Linked DNA regions of Astyanax mexicanus: all the other regions are linked to region 2. The links are chromatin contacts, called in public Hi-C maps. All regions are on one chromosome and are shown on one strand. The core of a region is the stretch at or near the end of the contact, and the rest is flanking DNA. Distances in the headings are between cores, read along the strand shown.

Region 1 (4,771 bases), core at 55-2,554, 120 kb before region 2:
TTGTTGTGCAGTAAAATGTCTCATACAGCACCAAACTACTACGTATTTTATCAGTTGGTGGTGTGACATTTTTCCATTGAAAACTCACGTTTAGAGAATGTTACAAATAAAAGTCAAATTTCATTAAACATGTGCATGTAATTTTTTTCATAATGAAGTGTTCCACTTGCGCTAAAAAGTGCCCTTTTTCCCCCCTGAGCACTTGCCCCCCAAAATGTCTGTGCACCCCACTGAATTTACCAAACCAGGTGCTATATGATATAAAGAGAACTAGAAATAACTCTATTAAACTCAGATGAGCAGAGATTAGCAGATGTTTTAAGGAAAATGTTTTGCTTTTTTGTAAACTTTCTGTTTGTAATGCTCGTGTTTTACTGAGCTAATAAACACTTACTGCACAGATAAGACTCTTATTCTTTACTGAAATTCCCACAGGTGCCTTAAACATTTGCACAGTACTGTACACTGTACATTTAATTTGATTAAAGGTAATATTTAATTTTCAAAATGATTAAATTGACAAATTATGAATCTTCACTTGTTTAGCCTGTGGCTATTACAGCTCTGTTTCTCTCTGGTGTGTCTCCACTAGAGAGCACTGTTGCAGTCTGTGTGTAAGCAGCTCGTCCTCTCCCTCCTCCTTCTTTCTCATCAATCTCATTCTCTCTCTCTCTCTCTCTCTCTCTCTCTCTCTCTTTCATTCTCTGACTCATGCTGACACACTGAAGTTACAGGCCTGTGTGTTTTTCTGAAATAACTTGGCCAGTTTATCTGATGATGCATCCGCCTGGTCTTGGCACTGGTTACTGTGGCAGAAGAAAGTCTGACCTTTTAACCCTCTGCTTAAGTGTGTGTGTGTGTGTGCCCTTGACCTTGGTCTCCACCAGTACTGCAGATGTCTGATATATATTATACCTTACACAGACATTAGTCTCTCTCTCTCTCTTCTCTCTCTCTCTCTCTCTCTCTCTCTCTCTCTCTCTCTCTCTCTCTCTCTCTCTCTCTCTCACACACACACACACACACACACATCACCTCACACATTCTGTTTATAGCCATGGGGGCAGATGGACAGGTGCTAAAATAGCAGATAGTGCAGACACACAGCAAGTCAGACTGACAGACAGACAGGACAGTACTCTCTGATAGGAGACACACACACACACACACACACACACACACACACACACACTTATAGCTAAGGAGCCACAGAAACCTGTAGATCGGATCTTCTAGAGGTGGGGAAATGCCACCAGCCCCTCACACACTCTTGATTTCAATCAGAGCCCCCCCAAGCCCCCATAAAGGAAGAAGGAAGTTCAAGTTGGGTCTCTTTCATCCGAAAACAGATCATGGATAGAGAGGTGATGCTTGTCAGTCATTTTGTGGGTTTGTGTGTGGTGTGTGTGTGTGTGTGTGTGTGTGTGTGTTGGGGGAGGGGTCCAGCAGCAGGTCACAGCATGTTTAGTTAATGTACGGTTAAAGCAAACAAGCTGTAAGTACAGCGAGAGAGAGAGACAGAGAGAGAGAGAGAGAGAGAGAGAGAGAGAGAGAGAGGCCTGGTACGAGGGGGAGAGGAGTGGAGAGAACGATAGAAACAGGCCAGAGCCTGTCAGAGAGAGAAATAGAGAGAGAGAAAATGAGAGAGAGAGAGAGAGAGAGAGAGAGAGAGAGAGATTGGGTGACTGGAGTTTCTAGACTAGGCTTGGGTTTCTGTGTCTGCAGCTGTAGATCTGAACCTCGAGGTCGACCTAAAAGTCTATCACTCACACACCCACACATACCCACACCCCGGACACACACACACACATTCACACGCACGCATGCACACACACAAACACACCCATCATCTCATCACCTCGCCCCTCACCCCTTCTGATGTTCCTGGATTCTTATGCAGGTCAGCCAGTGGATCGGTATTACAACTCATCTGACCTCTGGGGGGTGGGGGAGTGTGTGGGTGTGTGCACGTGTTTATTTTTGTATAAGAGAATAACTGCTTCCTTTGTGAGAGAATCAGAAAAAAAAACAGGGCGGTAGAATATTACCTCCAATAAGAGCAGTAGCTATTGTTGTTTGTCTGTTTTTGTTTTTTTTTAGATAAGAAATATAAGATAATCCTTAATTAATGCCACAGCTGGGAAATTTGCAAATTTGCAAAGTCAGGAAAACAATATATACAATCTATTTACACAAGAAAACAAAGGCAAGAGAACATTAAAAATGACTAAACAATATGAATAGTAATATTTCACCTAGATTAACAGCAAGTAAATAGCAAAGAAACAGTAAATAAGTGTTGATATTTGTGCCTGTGTGTTTTTTCCCCATGTGCTCCCCTGCACATGGCCCTGTGTGTTCTCCTCATGATTGTCTGTAACTCTGCCTCCTTGTTACCTGTTCCTAGGTGTTTCTTGTCTGCTTCCGTGTGTATAAATAGCCCTTGTGTGTCTGTTCAGTTGTTGGTTCTTATATGGTTGCATGTTTTTTTGTTTTTCTCAGTCTATAGTGTTTTCCATGTTTTCTTGTTGTTTTAGTTTTGTTTTTTTGTTTGGTTATTTGATTGTTTTTTTTTTTATTATTATTGGTTATATTTCAATAAATATTACTTTCAATTGCGTCCACCTCCGTGTCTCCCTGCAGCACCCTGACACATACAAGCAAAGAAGAACCGAAGTGTCTATAATGTCATTTTGTCTCCTATGTATGTTTATGAACTTACAGGCCAATTGTCACCATATTTAATATGCTGTATTATGCCAATATATTTATGTAGGCCTAAAGTTCAAGTGTGTGTGTGTGTAGTGGTGTAAAATCCTCACATCCTTATTTAAATCTGAGCGTATCGTCCTTTTTCCCCGGTATAGGATTTCAGGAAACACGTCTTGCCAAACAGTCACACACATGCTAAGATTAGCTCCATGCTGTGTGTGTGTGTGTGTGTGTGTGTGTGTGTGCCTCTCTGCCCATGTACACAACCACGAAAGTACATCTCCTGCTGTGAGGTGCAGTATTTAGAGAGCGAGGCTGTATGGCATCATATACGGTGAAGTAAATTGTATATCATCATGCCTGAATCATTGTTTAAGCTCCATTATTATGCCAGTCCAACAGAGCAGATGCGAAGATGTCAAGCCACATCTGGCACTGGGAGCAGGTGATTGCGTCTGTCTGTTGTATTGAAATGTTGGTCAGTGTGGGTATATGTGTATGACTGGGTGTATGTGTGTGTGTGTGTGTGCAAGTGAGTGTGAGTGTGTGTGTGTGTGTTTGTGTGTATTGTCACCCTGTCGCTGGAGATTACAGGCTTGTCTCTTTGCTGGTCTTTTGTATGGACTAAGGCCTCTGACAGTCAGGCTTGCCAAGCGTGAATTGGTGTGTGTGTGTGTGTGTGTGTGTGTGTGTGTGTGTGTGTGTGTGTGTCTGTGTGTGTCTGTGTGTCACACTCAGAGTCTTCTTGACCTTCAGAAAAGAAATAAAAAATGTGCATCTGTCATTGTTTGTCTATAGTCCTTGTTTTAGTCAGAAACAAAAGTCCAAAGGCGTAGGAGCAGGTTTGACATAGGGGGGACACATTTGCTAAGATGAATCAAAGCCCACCCTAAAGTGACCTAGAACCACATTTGCGGAATTACAGTTAATCACAAAAAAAGGTCACTTTACAACCTAAACATGTTACTCCACATTACATTTGCTGTTGTTCGAAAAAAAATTGCGTGCGATGCGTGAATTATATACATATAATATACATATTATATACATATAACAAAAAAATGATCAGTTATCTCCTAATATTTAAAAGAATAGAACAGATTTGGTTATTATTATTATTATTATTTTTTTTTTTTTTATTATGTAATGACATGTCAATTCTGTTGTATACTTAAATATTCTCCACTCTTTTTTTACTTCTTTCTACTGAAAGCACTTCTTTCAATTGTGTCCTTTTATTAAAAGAATTGAACCTTACATTTCTTCTCCAATTTTTTCGCCGCGGTTAATATAAACGTAAGATAATCCAAACCCTCCTAGTCTGTTAGCAGAACATGACATTATCCAGAAGCCGTTTTTATTTCAGTATATTGTCATTGTTGCGGTTTACTGCTCTCATGACGGACCTCTCGTATAAAGCGCTGCTGAGAGGGGGTGCTTTTCATGGCGGGGATGCAGATTTAGGCACAACTATGGTGCCGAATTCAGCACCCCTGCCAGGAAAAGCACCCCCTCTCGGGAGTGCGCACCCACGTCTTCTTGGCTTTAACTTTCCTTAGAAAACAGAAATACCCAAGATACTTTTCTAAGCTACACTGACTCGTTAGAAATAAGGAAAAAGAACCGTCACCTGCTTTTCCTGGCAGGGGTGCTGAATTCAGCACCATAGCTGTGACTAAATCTGCACCCCGCAATGAAAAGCACCCCCTCTCTGCAGCACGTACGCATAGTCTTCCCGATAAAAGATCGGGAGATAATTGCTTTAGTTAACTTTACTTAGAAACATGCTACAGAGAGGGGGTGATTTCTGGGCGGGGGTGCAGATTTTGGTGTGCTTTCGAAATAAAAGTTTATCTTAAAACAATTTCTGCTTTTTCTATAGTATCTTTTTTTTGGGGGGGGGGGCTCGACCAATCAGAACATCCTTTCCTTAATATTTAGGTAGATACAAGCAGCAGGCTCTTTTATTACTCCTTCTGAGTATAGTAGTGTTGTTAACCTATTGACAAAATATCAGCCAGAAATTGAGCTTAATATTGACAGAAAGGCAAATAATTTC
Region 2 (4,475 bases), core at 283-2,782:
CTGCGTGGAGAAGCCGGCGAAGCTGAGACTGTGGTGGAGCTTGGGTCTGTCGCGATAAGCCGGACCGCCGACAGGGGGCGCATCTCGGGGCACGTAGCCGCCGCTGGAGCACTTGGGCTCGGCCCCGTTGGACGAGTGGCTGTGGCTGGCCGGGGCCGGCCGGCGCTCGTCCGCGTTGTGGATGAAGTGGCAGCGCGGGCCGTAAGGGCAGAAGCCGATGGTGTGGAAGGTGCGGCACGGCTCCGTCTTGTACTTGGGGTGTCGAGAGAGGCTGCGCAGCTCGTGGTAACCGTGCGCGAACTGGCACTTCTCGCCGTACTTGCAGGCGCCGTTTTCCTCGAAGGGCCGGCAGAGCTCCGTCTTGTAGCGGGTGGAGTTGATCTGCGAGGCCGCCTTCTGCTGCGCTTGCTGCGGCTGCGCCTGCGTGCGCTCCCCGCCCTCGCTGAAGGCGCGCTCGCGGTACCTGCTGCAGCTGTTCTCCTTGTTCAGCATGGCGGTGGTGCTGCTGCTGTCCTTGTACGTGTACTTGTTGCCGTTGCTCGGCTGCAAATCCGTGCTGCCAGCCGAGTTGCGGCGGAAAAATCCCGGAGCGATAGGACAGCTGGTGGCGCTGGCCGGGCTGGACAGAGGGGCGCCCACCGCCTTCTTGTCCAGAAGGTTGTTGAAGTGGAGGGCGTTCATGTTAAAGTTTTTCTCAGGCTGTGGAGAAACAGGGAAGAAAGTTAGCTCACTTAGTTACATAAAGCTGGAGCTGAAAACACAAAGTTCCTAACAGGACAGGAGTTAGTTAACTAACTAGATAGCCTAGCGAACTACAGGAGGAAAAGTGCATGCTAGCTAGCTTTAGCCTGCAGCAAAAGTTTGAGCTGAAGTTTAGTTTAGTGCACTACTGGTCGAGTTTTTCAAAACCCTGGTCCTGGAGACCCACTGCCTTGCACACTTTTTCTGCGTGTTTTCTCTGCCCCAACACACATGATCCAACTAATCAGCGTATCACCAGCTCAATACTGGAGTTAAAGGAGTTAAAGTGAGTGTTAAAGCAGAAAAAAAACACAAAGTTGTGCAGGGCAGTTTGTGCAGAGCAGGCTACTGCTAGCTAAGTGCCACTTTCACACAACAGGAAAAGTAGAATGAAAGCTTAACTGCTGCGTACAAACTTCCCCTGCACCTAACAAAAGTCACTTTTTTTTGCTAGATAACCAACTACCTTGTAGAGCATGTCGATGTCGTAGATGGCGGTCAGGATGGAGGTCGACATTGCTGCTTCTGAGCTGACGAGCTGCAGTAGATCTTTCATTGGAGAACCAACCAGGATCCCGGAGCGCAGCTGGTGTTTACTTCTGGGCTTCGTTTGCCACGACTGCTAGTTTGGGAGAGGAGTCCGAGAGACGGAGTTTGTAAAAGTAATTCCAGATGTCCGGGTCTGCCACTAGAGCGGAGCTGTGAGTTAGTTGTGTTTCGAGTTGCTGTTCGTCTCCCTCCGTCTCTCTCTGCCGAGTCAGAACAGTCCGCCGCGCGCTCCCCTCCAACATATACCGAGAGCAGAGCGGCCCGAGGGGGCGGGACCGCAGCCGGAGCCGCGCGACCACTCACTTTTGGACCAAGTCGAGCGCCGCCGCTGATTGGTCAGCTCTACTTAAAAGCCCCGCCCAGCAGTTTAACTTCGCTGTGACTCCACAGTCTATAACTTTCTGGTGGAGGAGTGAGAGGAGCTGGACAACACGAGGAGACCCAAACTCCACAAAACTCCTACAGTTTATACACGCTCAGTCTTCATATTCACATATATACATATTCACTGCGCACACAGTTTTTAAAAGAGTGTTTTTCTGTGCTTTAAGAATTAAGAATTTAAGAATTAAGCACAGAAGAGTTATTGAAAAAAAAAACTTTAAAACAAAGTGTAAGGTAATTTTACCATTTAGTCATTTTACTGGAAAGTCCTAATACTCTTCACCAGTTTGGCAGCACTTAAAATGAAATTTACCCCAATGAATGACATTGTCCTAAAAATAATTACAATAAATTATATAGTAATGTTCTTTTAAGACCATTTCGTACCACTGATAATAGTAACACAATAACAAATGAAATTACACACTTCTAAAGAGCAAAATAATATTATCAATAATGAAAAAAATACAGAATCAAACTGGAATATATCAAACAAAAACACTTTCATAACCACTATTTTTTAAAAGTTGACATATTAGCTCACTGACACTAATGTTGTCTCCTTGCTAGGTAAAACAATATGCAATAACAAAGTCAGCAAAAAAAAATATATTTATATTGGGACCAAGTCAGTAGATTGTAGCTACGAAAAGTTGATAACATAATTATTGCCGTACTTATGACCTAATTTATGGCATTTTATGGCCTAATTTTGTTTGTCCCACATATTGTATATCATTTATTCATTTATGTAAGTGGTTATTGCTTTATTTCACTTGGTTTGATTGTGTTTCAGATAAAACAAATATCTGCTCACATGAAGTTGAAGTTATGTACTGCTGCACAATGTCGACACAGTCATTGTTGTACATATTTTAAATTTCTCTTTGTAGCAGAGGGAAACAAATATTAGCCAGCTATTACCATTACTATTAGCTAGCAGTTTTGAAAGCACTGAGGAGTGCTAGTGGGGGAGGAGACTGCATGTCTAAAACGTGCTCTGGTTGCTTTAGTACACAGGTTCTTCACTTCTGAGGGTAATGCTGAAACCCTATCAGAGCCCGCAGACAGATAAAAAGCTAAATAGATAAACAGATAGATAAATCCAGATAGATAAAGCAACAGGCAGTTAACAGTGTGCCGTGGTACGTTACAGTAACCCAGTTTTGAATGCTTCCTTTGTGGTTAATCAACACCCAGCACTTTCGATATCTGTAAAACGATCAAAGTCTGTAGTAATAAACTAAAGTAGCCTATCCACTGCTGAGAATGATTAACTGTAGTTTTCTTTACTTGGCAGCCTATATAACATGACCGTCACCTAGTTTTAGGCTGGAGTGGTTTAGCTATAGAAGTGCAGGAAATATATTCTAAACCTTCAAAACCTCTGGTCATATCTGAGCTCTGCACTCACTGAGCAGTGCTCCTCATAATGAGCACTACTGCTTCAGCAGCAGCCCAAAAATGAGGACCATGTGAAGGAATGCCTCATGCCTCACCCCCTTAGTCACTAAACCGATCCAATACCGCCCTCTATGGGTCTTAAAGGGTTCTTTTAATCAGAAAGACATAAAGTACGTCTTGGGCACCATCTAACGTTCAAAACAGGTACTGAGCATATATTTATATACCCTTTCTGTCTGGCTCCCATCTGCTAGCTGCATTCTCCATCTCTCATTAAAGCATCAAAGTGGACCTCAGTAACACACACACACACACACACGCCTGTGGCTGCGCTGTGCACAAATTCAAGAGTGTCAAACACTGACAGTGACTTTGTTTTACCCCCACACACACCGCCCCGCCGCTGGGTGGAAAGGGGGTCGGCTCTGCTGGGCCGTTCCAAAACATTACATCACTTTACAGTAATGAACATTACAACTGCAGGCCTGAAGGCGACCCTGCCATCTACAGACAATTCAGCCCAGCCACCAGCCTCCCTTGCTCCACACATCGATTGCATAACAGAGCCCTCAGGAGCCGAGGAGGCTTTTTTCTGGGAACCGGGTTAAAGGGTGCATCCAAAAAAAAAGAAAAAAAAAAAAAGAAATACAACATACTGTACAAGACAAAGACAGCAACCACACCGATGTGTGAAAGTGTGTTAAAAATACAGGAGTGGAAAATAGAGCTGGCCTTGGAGGAGTTCAGATTTTTGTGGCCCGGCTGCAAAACACTGCCCTCATTTTTTGGCACGACAAAAGAAAGCTATAATATGTTACACAAAGATGATTCTCATCTTTTTTGACTACCTAAAATGAAGGTTCTACAAATTCTTTCTTTTTGAGGAACATTAAAAATGTTAAATAGTGAACTTTTAGAACTTTAGGGCTAGACCTAACAATTAATCTTACATACTCAGCATGCATCCTGAAGAAAGCCATGGCTGCGCCCCAATTCACACACTTCTACACTTTACTTACTATATCAGCATGCATCCTGAAGAAAGCCATGGCTGCATCCCAAATCACACACTTCTACACTTAACTTACTATGTCAATAAATGCACATCTAATGGTGGTGCACTATGTTTAATATACTATTTAGTGTAGTGTTGTGTGCATTTTGGAATACACCCCGTTTTGTTGAGTGCAGCCATTGTTCCGCAAATCAAACTTTTGAAAATGAATGATATTTCCATAATCTATGATGTCGCTACATACACATCTCTATTACAAACATTGTTTAAAGCTCAAAGAGCAAATGAAGCACCTTCTTTTTTTTTTTTTTTACGAGTGTACTACACACACAGGCATGCACACTCACTCATTCTTGAGCACACATACACGAACACACAAACA
Region 3 (4,730 bases), core at 1,454-3,953, 98 kb after region 2:
TAAGGACAAGAGAGACAGTGAAAAAAGAAACAGACTGTGAAAGACACCAAGATCTGCCAGACATTAGAGAGCACAGCTCATCAGACACACACACACACACACACACACACACACACGTTAAAAACACTCAATAGCATGAGGAAAAAAAAAGCAAGCTGAACAAAGAGAGCCAAAACATTGCTCTAATCACAGAGAGAGAGAGAGAAAGAGAAAGAGAGACGGAGAGAGAGAGAAATCCAAGGCAACAACATAAGTGAGACTGAAGGAAGGAGGAATAGAAAAACAGCTAAACAAACCACAAACAAGCAAAAGCTGGCCAGTGCGTAAGCGGATCAAGATGCCTGCTGCACATGCAAATCACACTAAAGAGAACCACATTGTGTTCTTGCACTGGCCTAAGCCAGTTAACCAGCTCAGCCAGTAAACTAGCTCACCGCAAGGGTAGAGCCGGCCTAACCCAGCCTGCATTACCTCTGGGTTTTAGCTGTGAGGCTCCATCATCTATTAAACAGCTCTCACTCTTCCGTTTTGTTTTAAGTGAAACTAATCAAAAGGAATTATTATGTGTTTCGTGGCAAACAATCAGCCTCGCTCTTTATTTTCCATTTCAGCTACCTCACACCCTGAATTATGTGACCTCTGTGTCCCCTTTCAGGATGCCCTGGATCAGCGTAACATCCCAGCATGCTCTGTTTATTCAGGGAAGAACTGAAAGGCTGACGTAGAGCAGTGAGATGAGTGGAGGGTCAGGGGTCAAACCAGCAGCAGCAGCAGAGTCAGAACATCTTCAAGTTCAGCAGTCAAACAAATGAAAGTGAGCAAGCCCTGATACAACATGGAACAACCTGAAGTGCTCCATTACTACACCTGTGTGTGTGTGTGTGTGGGGGGGGGGATGTGTGTGTGTTTTAGAGAATGTATTATAGGACGACTTTCTATATTTTGTTCGATTTTTGCCCTGTGAAGGCCATTTGTGATTTATGGCTATGTACTAGGGCTGGGCGATATGGCCCTAAAATAATATCACGATATTTCATGATATTTTCGTGATAACGATACTCTTGGCGATATGACAAAACAAAAAAAAAATATTTCAAGAATGCACTACTGCAACAAAATGAAAAACTAAAAAAAAAATCAAGAACAGAAGTCAATAATCCAGAATGTCATGATATGCATGCATTTCATGAGAAATTCACTCCAAATATCTCCAAATATCCAGGGCTGAAGTAAAATGAATGATACTGGACAGATATAATCTGTCTCTAGTAGATTTATAATTGAAAATTAGAAAATTAGTGATTTTTTTTTCTAAAACGTTTGCTAAAAACAGCTAAAAAATAGTACCCTGATGTGATAATTAGGAGTGGGTGATAAGGCACCATATTTCAGGGTATAATATCGTTCATGATATTCAAAAACGTTGGTTATATTATTGTGTACAATACGATTTGATACAACCCTTCTATGTACAGAAGTAAACATACGCTGACATGTCAAAAGTCAAGAGATGGGATTTTAGAACTAAAAATCAAGCATTACCTCTGGTTGTGCATGCCCTTTAAAAAAAATTCTGATCGGCCGGACACTCCTAGGAGTATTCACCAGTGTTCCAAGTTTTCTCCATTTGTAAATATTACTGTAATCTGCCTTAGATATGACTGTGTAACCTTTTCTAACCTAACTTTTTTTAATTTCTTCACATCCAGGTATAATGTGTTGCTTTTTGAGATCTTTTAGCTGCTTCATGTTGTCAGAAAGGTTCTATTTAATTGATTTCTTGATTCTACACGTCTGGCAGTAATCAGGCCTGGTTGTGGGTAGTAATGAGATTTAACTCAACTTTACAAAAAGTGTGATTAATCACAGTTTATTTACGGTGGGCAAACAATTTTTTTACAAAAAGCGAGATTGATTTGGATCGTTTTTTCCCCTTAATAAATGAAATAATTATTTAAAAACTGCTTTTTATATTTACTCGGGTTATATTTGTCTGATTTTAAATTTTATTTGATAATCTGAAGGTATGACAAAAATGCAAAAACAAAAGGATTGACTTCAGCCCTGAAAGCCTTTCTCTAATTGACTGGGTTTATGTTAATTTTGAGGTACTGGAATTGGCACAGATCACAGCCATGTTATACTTGTGTGTTTTTTTTTTCTTTTGAAGGACACAATGTGCCTGAAGTTCACAGTATGTCAGTTCCATGCACTGAACTGAGCACTCATTATTCAAGTGTGTCAAGATAAATACAGATTTCCATTGTAGTGCACCATTAAGAAGAGCAGGGGAAATAGATTGTCCATGACATGAGCTGTTTAACCTTGGCCTTAGGGCAAAAAGAGAGAAAATGTGAAAGAGCTAGAAAAAGAAAGAAAAAAAAACTTAATTATCAAGGGTCAATTACCTTCTTTGTCTCTCATCCCTTTCCTTACTTTGTAATGCATTTTTAAAAAATGTCTGTGTAACTGTTAAGATATATAATGATGATAAATTACATTGTTTAGTTTAATTATTTATTATTCAATTTTGATTCATTTGTTTTGCCTGATCTAATTAGACCCTTAGAAAATGTTGTGTGTCTGTGTGTGTTTGTGTGTGTCTGTGAACAAGAGAAAGAAAAAAAAAACACTAACAGTACAAAGATAAAGGCAACTGAGGGTTGTAGGAAACATCCAGAGTGTTTGAGGAGTTGGACCAGTGCCACACACACAGTCTGTGGGCCAGAGCACAGGCCAAGATTAATGACTGTGAAGCTCTAGTGAGCAGAGGATTGCAGCGCCCCCTGATGGTGGACTCCTGGTACTCCAAAATAAAAGTTCAAGCATTTTAATAATACTGTAAGTAAATAGAGCAACTCTGGCACAAAGACGGAGGAGATTCGGTGGCAGTTTGGAAACTGAGGATGGAGATATCATTCATACCTGTTCTTCTTGGAATGCTCATCTTTTCCTCTCTTTACTCCGAATATCCGAGTGACCAGGCTGCTGAAGAGGAGAGTGGAGGAATTCCTCACCTGGGGGGAGGAGGAAAAAGAGAGAAAAAGAGAGAGAGAAAAAGAGGGAAAAAAAAAAGGTTCAGCTGAAGGGGTGAAACAGAGGTGACCCAGAAAAGCATTTCCTTCAGTGTTTCTGCTGGTGATCATCCTGGCATGCATTTCATGTCATAACCCCATGACTCAGACTGTTTCAGTATCTGCAGGCCCGGCCCAAGGACCAGCCAGAACAACACAAACAGGCCATTTTTCTTCTGTTAATAAGCAACAAACGCTTTTCCACGAATCCCTCACAACGTAGTCATAAGAGCGAGACTGCATCATAGGCGTGACCTGAACTGCCGGACATCACCAGCATAATAATTCAGCAATAAACAGCTGTATTGTACAGATAATCCCTCCATCAGACTCTCTCAGAGATCTGGGCTAGATATAAGCAGGGCTGTGTGAAGCGTCCTGCAGTGTTACCATGCTTGCAAAACATTCCACAGAGACTACTGGGAGGCTTTTTTAGAAGCTAGAGCGGCGAAACTATTTCACACTGTATATGAATAGTAGGGGAGTGCCATTCCACATCTTACAGGATAATATTGTTATAATTGAACTTTTAGATTTTTAGATCATAGCAGTATCTGTCTTTAAATAATATTTGGTATTTTGAGCATTTCTTTGTATTTTGCTGTATTTACAGATTTACAGATCATTTTTGTTACATTATCGCTATTATTTGAGTCTTTAAATCAGAGCAAGTTACAATTGTTTAAAAATAAAAAGTTAAGAGATTTTCTTTTCAGTAAACATTTGAATCACTCATGAAAAAGAGACATTCATACGAAATAAAAGATTTATTAACATTTATCTTGTTGCAGTTTTATATTTAAAATTGGTGTCATTGTTTTGTGAAACCTTCAAAACAAGGTTATTACAAAAATAAAAGGGCCATATCACCCACTCATAATGATTACAGTATTTTTCACACTATAATGCACACCGGATTATAAAGTGCACTATCAATAAACGTCTGTTTTTCTGGACGATTTTCATACATAACGCGCACTGGATTATATGTAAGGTGCATTATGTGACACTAATAAGGAACAGGGTTGTCGCCATGTTTTCCTACTAATTCAGCAGGTCTCGCCACTGGAAGTTAAGTAAACAAAACTATATATATATATATATATATATATATATATATAGTTTTTATATATATATATATATATATATATATATATATATATAGTTTTTATATATATATATATATATATATATATATATATATATATATATATATATATATATATATATATATATATATATATATATATATATTAAAGATTAGGTTTGGTATAATCCTGTCTAAATAAAGTCCCAGAAATAATTTATATAAACACTATTATTGTCAGTTAACAGCAAAATAACACAATTACACCCTTTAATCCTCCTAACAGGCCTTAGTCTGTTTACGAGCAACATGTATAGATGATATAAAACCCTTTTTATCTGCAGCAAAATAGGTTATTTGCATTTTGAAAACTTTGAGTGCTTTGAAGACTCATACAGGACTCTTAGAGAAGATGCCTGTTCACGCTCTAATCCACTTAAGATTTTGAGATCAGTAAAAGGAATCAGTCCAAATAAAATAAAAAAAACAAACATAACTATACAACTCCAAAGAAACAGAAATTTTGGAGGACATAAGATTTGATTTGTATTCGGGAAAATATTAATTCT

Evidence for each region. A called contact is a pair of places that touch in the nucleus more often than the background predicts.
Region 1: a contact with region 2 is called in a Hi-C map of muscle, with 14 times the contacts expected there. The contact joins the enhancer-like site here to the promoter of LOC103031649 in region 2. A contact is called at or near these places in 2 of 3 Hi-C or Micro-C datasets (both in muscle).
Region 3: a Hi-C map of muscle shows a contact between it and region 2, with 8 times the contacts expected there. The contact joins the enhancer-like site here to the promoter of LOC103031649 in region 2. A contact is called at or near these places in 2 of 3 Hi-C or Micro-C datasets (both in muscle).

The regions. Positions count from the first base shown.
Region 1 is chr7:20,641,292-20,646,062 of AstMex3_surface, forward strand. No RefSeq gene overlaps it. Among protein-coding and RNA genes, the nearest start is that of LOC107197787, 23 kb to the right of the region's middle. Within about 2 kb of position 1,305, the one cell type or tissue checked has an H3K27ac peak away from gene starts, as active enhancers do.
Region 2 is chr7:20,756,409-20,760,883 of AstMex3_surface, forward strand. It overlaps LOC103031649 (mRNA decay activator protein ZFP36L2-B), which reads right to left and starts at 1,533. Exons shown (of 2, transcript XM_007255794.4): 1 at 1,208-1,533; 2 at 1-699. The coding sequence starts at 1,297.
Region 3 is chr7:20,853,153-20,857,882 of AstMex3_surface, forward strand. It overlaps thada (THADA armadillo repeat containing), which reads right to left. Exons shown (of 38, transcript XM_049481770.1): 26 at 2,926-3,017. Among protein-coding and RNA genes, the nearest start is that of thada, 53 kb to the right of the region's middle. Within about 2 kb of position 2,704, the one cell type or tissue checked has an H3K27ac peak away from gene starts, as active enhancers do.